2 separate regions of the Columba livia genome follow, and region 1 is linked to region 2. The links are chromatin contacts, called in public Hi-C maps. All regions are on one chromosome and are shown on one strand. Each heading gives the region's core, a stretch centred on a gene start, on an enhancer-like site or on the middle of the called end of the contact. The rest is flanking DNA. Distances are from core to core; before and after follow the strand shown. Region 1 holds the start of BACH2 (BTB domain and CNC homolog 2). Region 2 overlaps BACH2 (BTB domain and CNC homolog 2).

Region 1 (5,561 bases), core at 1,316-3,815, 170 kb after region 2:
ACCAGTTGGGATCTGTCAGCATGTGAATCAGCCGTGCACCTTCACTGTGCACCTTTCCCATCCCATCCTCACAATTGTAAAAGTTTTCAAAATACTTATTTGTTTAAGCACAAATTACACAGCAGAGCTGAACAGCATTTCCCAGAAATGCACACTCTGCTTCTGTTGAGCATTTGTGCAAAAGATCTCCAAATATCTTGACAACCGCCCTATCTGCAAAATCACCAGGGACCTTTCTTGCCCACTTGACAGCTCGGTGTGCTGGCATACATCAGTATCAATGGCTCCTCCAGTGTTACAGAGCAAACTAACAGAAAAACTAGACCTATGATCCTCATTTTTCAATCCTCTACTTTTCCAATTAGTCACGGCTTCCTTCCATTTCTTGCAGAACACCTTCTGAACAGCCTTTGAAGCTGGAGGGTCAAATGTGAAAAACGATGCTGAAAGCACAGGTTCAATACGCTGCAGGGAAGTACAACGCCAATCCGTTTTGCTGAACAAGTGTCCAGATGCCAGTGGTGGGGGCCAGGCGGGCGGATACAAAAGGCAACACCACTTCTAAAATAACAAGCCCACATCTGAAGTGGAATTTTATTTCTATCTGTCTGATATAAAGACTCCGAAAACACCATCCTAAGGCTGTTGCTACAACAGCCCCATAGACAAGAGCTTAACACACGACCTTATACTTCTATTCATCTCATCAAACACAATTATCTCAAATTTCAGTATTTACATACCTGAAGAAGTCAATTTACCCAAGCACCACCACCCTCTTAAAACTGCAGTGCATTCCACCATCTGCAGCAGAAATCTCTGACAATTCCCAGACAGAAAAAAATGACTTGTTTCTAGCTTGAGCCCCAGAATACCAAATTAAAACATGCACAAGTTTAGCGACAGTTCCAAAGTCTTTGAAAATGGGCTTTCATCACAAAAACACTGTCACGGCTTCAACTAGAGCAAACAGTAACACAGTAATTTTTCAGTCTTTCCAACATCCTGAAGAGTAATTCTAGTAAGATGCCATCCCTGCCTCACGTTTATTCTCCAAGAACGAAAAACGCGGTTTACTCCAGAGCTGCTGGAGCTTCAGCAACAAGGGTACAATGATCTCACGATAACTGAAGCGTTTTAAGCAAGACACCCGCTGCATTACAAAAATAGCCTGCTCCACAAAAGGAGAGGCATGATTTCACACTTAGCGTCTTTCATGACAGCCAGCGTCTTCGCCGAGCGCTGCCTTGCCTACACGCTACGTTTTAACGATCCAAGAAACTGTTATCGGAGTTCACATCTCTCTCCAAACCTATAAAAACGGGGTGTGTGTGTGGGTAGGGGGGGATAGGACACAATCGGGGGTGCGGCGCGGACCCCGCTTGCCCCGAGCGGCTGCAGGTGGCCGCGGGAAAGCTCCGGGACAGCCCTCCCGGACGGGGCTGCCCGGGGCGCCCACCCGCCCGCCCCGGGGCTCCCGGCCCGCCCGGCGGGGGTGCGGAGGTCGGGGCGGCCGCGCAGGGACGCGTCCGCGGACACACGCACACTTGGGCGCCCGCCGCGCACTCCGCGTTACGCAACGTGCGTGTTTCCCACTTTAAGGAATAAGCAATAAGCGCTCCTGCAAAACCCGCGGCGGGGGTGCAGACCCCGCCGAACCCCGCGCAACAGCTGCGCGGGGAGGAAAAAAAACACGCTGCCCCCACCCCGGCCAGCCTCCAACCCCAAAGTTCGCCCCCTCCTCCCCTTCCCCTTCCCCAGCCGGGGGCTGCCGAGCCGCGGAACAGGCGCACTCACCTCGCCTCCGCGCAACTTTCGGGGGTCGCCCCCTCTCGCTGCGGCTTGGGGGTCGGGGGGGAGGCCGTGGGGCGGGGTGGAGCGGGCCCGGGGTTGGGGGTGGGGGGGGGAAGGCTGGTACGGCTAAGGAGGTTTGGGGAGGGGGGGTTGCTCTTGTTGTTGCTGCTGCTGTTGTTTCGGAAATTCTTATTATTTCTCTGCGGTCAGAAACCTGCACCCTCCCCCCCCCAAATGAAAAAAAAACACCCGACCCAGACGCTCATCACATGGCGATTGCTTTGAACCAGCTGCTTCCAGAGCCAAAGTCTTGCGGAGAAAAATAAAGGGGGAAGGGAGGGAGGGAGGGAGAGAGGGAGGGGGCTGGCAGGGGGGCCGGAGGAGGAGAGAAAGCCGCAGCGGAGGGAGGGAGAGTGGGAGGGAGGGAGGCGGGGGGGAGCGGCACCGCGGGGCTGTGTCGCTGCCGGAGCGGCACCCGGGGCAGGCGGCGGTGTCAGCCCGGCGGAGGAGGGACGGCGGCGCTCGCTGCTGCCGCGGCCGCTGCTGCCCGGCTCTGCCGCCCGCCCGCGCCCGCCGCCGCCTCGCGCGCCCCGGCCCAGCGCCGCCCCCGCCCCTCAATCGCTACATTGTTGACATTCGCAGGCTGACATCATCCTCCCCGCCCCGCTGCCCGGCTCCATTCACAATAACGCTACGCCAACGGCGCAGCGCGCGCCCGCCCGCTCCCTTGCCCGCCCCCGGCCCCTACGCACAGCAAGCGGCGTACGGCCGCTCCGCGAATAGCGGCGCCGCTGACATTCCACCCGCCCCGCCCCGCCCCCCCGGCCGGGACGGAGCGGCGCATGCGCAGGACGGGCTCACTCCCTCCCGCTCTTCCCGGGGCGGGGGCTGTGTGTGAGTGTGTGTGTGTGTGTATATGTATATGTATCTGTATATGTATGTGTGTGCGCGCGCGTGTGTGGACCCCGCGCCGGGGCTCGCGCCGGCGGCCGCAGGGGGCTCTGGGAGGCGTAGTCCGCCGCGAGGGGCCGGCGGCCGCCATGGTGGCGGGGGGACGGGACGGGACGGGACGGGACGGGACGAGGGTGCCCCGCGGGGCGGCCGGTCGTGGCCTTGGCGGGGCCGGGTGGGGTGTGCAACTCCCCGGGCCGCACTTGTTGGGGAGGCCGGGGCCCGCCGACCGCCGCCAGGCCTGGCCGTGCGGAGGGCGGGCGAGGGTGTGTGGCCCAGAGACGGCTGTGGGCAGCGTGTGACAGACAGGGCCAAAAATACCCGCCCGCTCACCCGTGGCTGCCGGCGGGGCCGCCGCGTTGATCCCGATGATATTTTATGCGCTCCGCCCCCAGGGGAGCCTCATCCTACTTATATTGCCGACCGCAAGCGTCCAACAGTCATGAGTCAGCCGTGCCGAACATCACAGGGGCAGATAAGCGCTCCCGAGGATGAAAACAAAAACAAAACCCCATCAAGGGTTCACAACGCGAGAGGGTTGTTTGTTCTGCGCCTGGTCTCAGTGGGTGTAAGGTGCCTGTTTTCGAGCCCGCTCCCACCCCCAGGCTCGGCGCCATGGCTCCTTTTGCCAACTGGAAGGCTGCGATTCCTGCAAATTACCCTGGTGCCGGCAGCCAGCGCTTCTGAGCGAGACCCCAAATGTCATGAGACGCGAAATGCAATTGGGGTAACCGGTAAATGAATGAAAATGCATTCTACAGGCCCAAGTTATTCAGCCAGGCTGGAACAGAAGAACGTTTAAGATGAAAGACGGCTGATGAAAGTTGGAAAATAAATGATTCACAATAGGGGCTGTGAGTTAGATTATCTCTGGAGACATCTCTAATTAAAGGGCATTGGATAACTAGAGGGTTACATTTTCCTGGGTCAGTGGTCTTGAAAAAGAAATTGCAGTTGCAGTAAATGTCAATAAAGAATGATGGTGACCTACTGCTAACAAAAGCACGTTCAGTAATTAACATGTGCATGTTTGTTATTTTTTCTGTTTATGTCAGTTTTTATTGTACATTTTCATCCTCTGTTTCCCCTGTCACTACAGACAGCTGATATATAGTGTTTTCCGTATCTTCGAGAGAGGAGCAATTTCTGTGAAGATATTTCAGTGCCGTGTTCTGAAATTGCAGCAGCTCCATTGGGCTACCTGCGTTTTCAAAGCCTACTAGACTACAGAAAACTATGTAATATCGTGTGCCAACAAAAAATTAACTCTTTGTATTGAGCGACAAATATATTGTCACTTTGCAAAAGCATAGTTCTCCTCTGGCTTGCATTTTGCATGGTTATTCACTTGTGTAAAGTGAAAAGATTTTTAGTTCAGTAGCATTTTACTCTTTTCCTAGCTACATGTGGCTGCAGAATGGGACCCCACTGAAAAATTTTACTCATAAGCTTCACTTTCCCTTTCAAAGCAAGATTCATATAAAGCCTTGCTCACAAGTACCTGTTAGGCTCTGGTTCTACAGGCATGTAGTGTTAAGCAAGTGAAAAGTCCCACACCATGTAAGGAGTCTTGTCATGTGTTTAAACACCAGCAGGACTGTGTCTCCTTGTTGCCTTGTTTTCCCTAGAGACACAAAAAATAATTTTGTATTGGCATGAGAGATAAAAATACTATATTGAGAAGGACAGAGAGATAAAAATAAGCCATGCAGCATTTGTAATGCTTCAGTGAGCACGCTATTTGCCCATTGTGCCGCTGCATTCCAAGTGCATATATTCTGATCTTTACAACACGTTACAGGAGATGCGGCTCCAGGTGGTCAGAGCCAGCCAAACAGAAACCAAAGCGCTCTGTGTGTACCTCTGCCCACAGCGCACATTTCCGAAAGGCATAAGTGTCATTTATCTTACTTGGCCGACATTTTAAAATGAATGACAACTATTTGGCTTAAAGGAAGTGTAAAGTGAAAATCTCCATTTTAGATTTATTTTTTCTGTTTAACCTGTAATAAGAATTGCAGTGACTTCAGTGTGAACCAGATCATACTTGTGCAGGATGGAGATGGGCAGAGAGTGAAAGAAGCTGGAGCCAAGCAGGGATGGGGCACATAGGCTTTTTGAAACCTCACCAAGCACCTCTATGCAGCCTTTGGTACCCAAATACTATTAATAATTTTGTGACCAACTCAAAACAGAAGACAGAGATCAGATTCCTGTATATCATTCAGATAATGATTTTATTATGGTCCATTATATCTTTATATAACACTAGAAAGCTGGGGAAAAACTAAACAGAGTTGATTTTCAAAGACAGAAAGAATATTACACTAACCAAATGAAATCCACTGTTTAAAAATGCAGTGTTTATATCCTATATCTTACGTTTAAATGTATTAGCTTCCCAGTTAGTTTCCAAACTGGTTATATTCCAGCAGCAAATCCAGTCTGATCCTGTTTCCATTGCAATCAACTATCTTCACACCTAAGTTTCTGCATATGTAACTATTTCTGGACCGTTTTTCCTGAAGTACAGCCAAACATATATTCCAGACAAATATGAATTATCCTAAGAGGTGTCATGTGTGTTCTCTCCAAATGATCCACAATTTGTCAAGCAATGACAAGAAAATGAGGTAAGAATAAATGTGAAGAGGCACAATTTAGAAGTTATCCCATGAATACTTGAGGGATAACTTGCTGTGAATGCTGCAGCGGTATCCTCAAGAAAAGGCTGCATCCACACATTCAACAACTGGTTTTAGCTCAGCTCTATGTCCAAATTTCCTGGTTACACATTCCCTTTATGAATGTCTTAA
Region 2 (5,502 bases), core at 2,241-4,740:
AAGTGCTGGGGAAGCCAACCAAATCTATGCTTTTTGTTCTGTTGAAGAAAGACCGCAAGCAAGAAGGAGAGGACCCACTTTTCGGCCTGTCGACACAAGTGGGGCTTGGCTGCTTCCTGTCCATTTCAACATCCCCTTCTTTATCCCTGATGTCAGGTTCATCTCCAGACAGGCAAAGTGTGATGCTTTCTTCATCGTTCTCTTCATTCTGAGGCTCGCTTTTTATCTGCCCCATAGCCAGTCCTGATTTGAGGCCATTTCCAGAGCTTTCTTCACTGAATGTGCTTGCAAAACCTGAGGTACTGATGTGTGATGTGTTGTAGACATTCTTGGTACAAGCAAGCTGGTATTTCTTGTATCTAGGGTACCGTGTTACTGCATCTTTGTCCAAATTGTCCTTGCTATCTCTCATCATGTCCGAGTCAGGCAGCATTCCTTCGCCTTTGTCTGCTCCAGCAACAGTGGTTTCAAAATTGAAGGGCTCTTGGTGCATCCTCTCTCTTGGGCAAGATATTTTTGACGTCTCCATCGTCTCCTCTTCGTCTCCATCCGAGTTCTCCTCATCGTGCATGCGCTGACAGGTGGTATCTTTTTTGCACAGGAACAGGCCATCTTCGTTGTTCAGCAGCTGCGTCTGAAGGAAGCTGAAGCAGGAGTCCTCCAGGTTGTGCATGCGCAGGAACTCGGCGCAGTGGATGACCTCCTGGATGTTTTCTCTGCTGAGTAACAGCTTAGCAGTGTAGGCAAACTGTAACAATGGACCAAATCCCCTGACAGTGACCTGCAAAAAACAGAGAGAGAAATTGCCAGTGTTACCATCAGCTCTTGCTGTCATCCCAAGTCCTTTATTGTGTACTTAGATAACCTAACAGATCTAGTGTCCAGAAATAAATCCTGCTCAGTGCCATTTATTGGTCTATCAGGTCAGCAACAACGGTACATCCAGTAGCTAGCACTGCACCCTTTATCTTCCTCCTGTACATCATTGTACAGGTTGAGCTCAGCATTATTTTTCCCAAATATCTTGAAGACCTGTGAACTAAGCCTCTGCTGCTGCAATAAAAGACTACAAAACCAAGCTGGTTTGGATGCTGCTAATTCTTGGAAGGATCTTACTTTAACTGTTATGCAGCCCACCACCCCGTAAGTACCAATTCAAATTCGATTCTTCTGCCCCAGTGGAAGCTCTAGTGAACAGTAGTTTCAAGTGTAAGATACCCTTTAAATACTAAAAGTGTCTTGGGAAGGAAACATTTAGTATTATAGAAGAATTCACAGAAAATATCTTTCTGCCTCTTTCAAGGGCAAACTGGTTCCTCTTTTTCTTCTCAGATTTTTGCAAGTCACTGCTGAATAAACACTGAGCAAGTAATGACTGCATAGCTCTTTTCTCCATCTCGTGGAGTTCATTCCCCTTATACCATTCCTGATTTCATTGAGTCTGAGGTACAGCTAACAGGAAAGAAATCCATATTCATAGTACAAGTGATATAAATCACTCTAAGTCCCGTCTCAGTTCATAATTTCCCACCATTTTCTTTGTAGAAAGAGTAACAACTTTCCAGGAGAGTGATCTCCAGGTCTGAGTTATGCACCACTACTTGTCCTTTTTTCTTTTCATACCATCTATGCAATATTTTACATTCTCATGTCATATACTGAAAAACAGACACTTCCTCTCCCCAGAATTTTACAGTGACATCTTCACATATACCTATCAAATAACTTGCTAAGGCACATGGTAAACTATAGATACTGTCTAATTTTTGACCAAAAATGCACTGGCACTAACTTCTGTTGCATTTTTTTCCCCCACAATGTGCAGGAAACAAATGTACTAGAAAAACTCTATTCTTCATGAAGCAGCAAGAACCTGCTTCAAAACCAGGGCTCACCATCAAGGATAAAGCTTTCCCGATTGAGTGCTTTGGCCACTAAGTTGAGACCTAGGAGACCACAACTCAATTTCCTGCTGCATCAAACACGTTCTACACAACCTCGGCAAGTCCATTGAGTCTTGATTCACCAAGACACCTTTTTGCCTTGCTTGCAAGTGGTATTCACAAATCTGAGTTCCCTATGTTTTGCATACCAGTGAGAGGCATCTAGATGGCATTCAGAGCATCCAAACACCTACATGTCTGTGCAGAGCCTGCAGTCTGCTTCTGGCCACAGATATCTCTGGTAGATGTTCCCAGCTCAGTTTCTTCTTTAAAAAAAAACAAGAAGAGGAGGTACTACTGTCCCCTTTTTGTAAAATGGCCTAAAGATGAGAAGAGGGGCCTAGAAAGTAGAAATCAGGTCCCTTCCCCAGGCTGTGTGGGTTCAGACTCACAGTTCCCAGCTCCTCAGAAGCATATGCTATTTAGTGGGTATGGGATACCCTGAAGGTGAGCTGCTTTTCCCTGTCCTTCCAGTTGGATTAACGCCACTGAGCAAGAAGTTGCTCGAGAGGTTGGTGAGACATCAGGCCATGAATTTGTGATGGGTCTTGTTCGTGATTAGCATAAATCTTGAGTGAATAATTTGGTTCATCCCAATGAAAAGCCTATAAATTCCCTATACTGCCTCAGGACCAGCGTTAGAGCTCACAGATTTTTATAGAAAATCCTGACTTCCAAAAACAAGCTTTTGTTATTCATAGATCTGCACATGTAATGCTGGATTATGAGATACCACAAGTCGTGCAGACTTTGATGGAGAGAAAAATATTTTAAAACACCTCCAAAATTGCTCTCAATAGCTTTTCCATACATAATATTACTGCTGTATCTGCTATTTTAAGAAACAGTGCATTTTCATGCACATACTTACATACTTGCACATTCCTGTTTTACAATGCGTCTCTGGTACAGAATTGCCTAGATTTACAGCTGGCTATTAAACCCATCTCTGCTTTATCAGTGTTACATTTTGTGCCTATTTGTTAGATTATCAGCTCACTAAAGGCCTATCTGCATTTTATCTATGCAGCATGATTAACAAAATTGCTCGGGAACTTAATGAGCTACTCGCAGGCTGATGTTCCTCTTTGATAAGATCTTCAGTGTGGGGGCTTACATATTCCTACACATCTTGTCAGCTCCGCAGCAGCGTAGGTCTGTAGGAGAAACCATAAATACCACCTGGGGTTTTGGGGTCCATTTTTGATGAGGAGGGACTGCAGAGCACAAACCCAGCTCTCCTGGCAGTTGTGTCACTTGGCCACTAGGTGGAACGGCTGGAAAGCAAATTAAAATAATTTTCCATGCGGGGCCAGGGTTTCACCTGCCTGCCTACCACACACTGCAGAGCCCCAGGCTGACTCATACCAGCCCACAGCAAGGCTGTCTCCCACGCTGACTCAGGTTTTCACTCCCAATAAACTACTGTGATAACAGACAGCAGCAAGACAGCTGTTGCAGCTGTTCAGTGATGGATGCATCGGAAGCAGAGCCTGAGACTGCGCTATGGGCTCCCCATGATGCCCGGTAGGTAGATGCCTCAAGGGAAGGGTGATGAAAACGCTGGTCAAACATGCGCCTTGACTTCATTACAAGATCTTACCCAGTGACACAATTTTCCACAATCTCACAATTTTCAGATCCAGAGCAGGAAAGTTTCTTATCAAGCACCCGGAGCTTGTCATTGCCCTCAGGGAGGAATCTCTCAAGTGTGAATGCTTGAAACTGCAGAAACAATAACTTTGGTAACAAATGCATGCAAAGCTTGCTGCCAACTGTGAAAGCCAGCACAAACTCTGTTGCTTGAAGATGTCTAAATATTGATTTGGCTGCCATGGCCGGTCCCCTGCCTCAGCCCCACCAGTTTTGGGACCGCCAGCATCTGATGCATTCTGGCAGGAAGGCTGGAATCAAGGCACTGGAGCATGGCTATAAGCAGCACACACCGGGAAAGTAAAAGCTTTGAAGCTGCGTGTATTACCATCACACGCGCATTTCTGTAGGAAGAGGTAAGAACAGTCTTTTGAAATGATTTGACCTGACTGATGCATCCCAGCAAAAATAGCTAGTGAAACCAAGTTGATCTGTGTTTGCAGAAGGAAACAGATCATTTCTCTGATATAGCAGTCTCCATTTACACGTGAGAGAGACCTGGATGGGTAAAACACATGCCAGCAAAAGTCTCAGTTTATTTTTTCCCCTACTGTAAACAAGATGCCATATGTCCAAGATCTGTTTGCTTTTAGACCTTATTTTCCATATAAATGAATGTTTAACTAGGCAGGTTAAGTTGTGGGAACCTCCACTGGACACCTTGTCCAAGCGCACATGCCAAGTCAGTGCTTCCCTGCCCTCTGATCATTTGCTTTACTCCAGTTTCTACCCATTTCTATTGTTTAAATGGAATTGACTTGCCACAAGGAAACCAGGCAGAGAAAAGGTAAAACATACATAAAACTAACAATGCCCACACAGACAAGAAGAGCAGAGCAAAGATTTCAGCTTCTTGGAGGTTTGCTTTCCCTTATCTTTCAAGGCAGGCCAGAAGAGTACTCTCATGTACTTGAAACATGCCAAATACCCTGCCAAGTCTAAGGATGAATCACTTTGTTTTGTCCTCCTCCTGTCCCTGTCTGGTTTTGTATGAATTAAAAACCTTCTGCAGGCCTAGTGCACAGAGGACACGGCTACTGCAGCCTACCTAAGCCATCTGGGACATCTTGCTCTACAGCAATCCAAGAGATCAAGCACAAGGGGGTACAGGTACAGCTCCTGCCTCTGCCATGCTGCCACAGGTACTCCACGCTCAGTGTGTGCTATGGAGGTCTATGTTAATTCAGCGTAGCGGCAGTAACAAGCCTGACCACTGCTAAGGTGAAAGGAAGAAACTTCTCCGGCCCTTTATCTGCCACTTGTCTTTCAGATTGAGCTAGCTGAGCCAGGGGATGTGTTTTGTCTGTCTACGCTCTCATGAGTTTATGATACTGAGGAACGGGCTGGAAATAGTACAATGATACAATCACCGTCAAGAGAGTTGTTAATCAGCATTAGCCATATTGAATTTACTGGCAAAATACAGACAGCAGCCCTGCAGAAAATAAGCATGAGAAATCTATTTTAGTTCAGTCCGACAATGCTTTTCTCCTTATAGAGTCCGGTGGAGTGCGATGCTCTGGTTAGCTTTAATTGATTTAAGTGACCAGACTTCCACTACTTCCTATGGGAGATCATTGCCAGACTCTACTTAAAACCTCCCCATGAGGAAATCTCCCTTCCCTTATTTTCCTCCATCACCTCTCATTATATTTCCTCGATGCATTCTGGGTAATGCTTCTTCCTTCTGAAGAAGTAGTATCATCGTTGTACTCTCTGCCTTCCCTTCTTCTTTGGTTGATATTGTATCATTAATGTAAAACTGGCTAATTAAAGGAAAACAATATTGATCACTGTCAGATGGGAGAATAAGAAGATGAGATGAGAGTAAGCAATGGGAAATGCTAGTAAAGGCAGCATTACAGATGCCAATATAGAGCTTTTTTAGCACAGCATTTTTCTAGTA

Evidence for each region. Hi-C and Micro-C count contacts between places; a contact is called where the count stands out from the background.
Region 1: a contact with region 2 is called in a Hi-C map of crop, with 1.8 times the contacts expected there. The contact joins the promoter of BACH2 here to the enhancer-like site in region 2. A contact is called at or near these places in 2 of 2 Hi-C or Micro-C datasets (crop and liver).

What each region holds. Positions count from the first base shown.
Region 1 is chr3:39,400,597-39,406,157 of bColLiv1.pat.W.v2, forward strand. BACH2 (BTB domain and CNC homolog 2) reads right to left here and starts at 2,566. Exons shown (of 8, transcript XM_065059613.1): 1 at 2,547-2,566. It overlaps LOC135579200 (a long non-coding RNA gene), which reads left to right and starts at 2,698. Exons shown (of 3, transcript XR_010471868.1): 1 at 2,698-5,561.
Region 2 is chr3:39,229,976-39,235,477 of bColLiv1.pat.W.v2, forward strand. BACH2 (BTB domain and CNC homolog 2) reads right to left here. Exons shown (of 8, transcript XM_065059613.1): 6 at 1-781. Among named protein-coding and RNA genes, the nearest start is that of GJA10, 34 kb to the left of the region's middle. Within about 2 kb of position 3,491, at least 1 of the 3 cell types and tissues checked has an H3K27ac peak away from gene starts, as active enhancers do.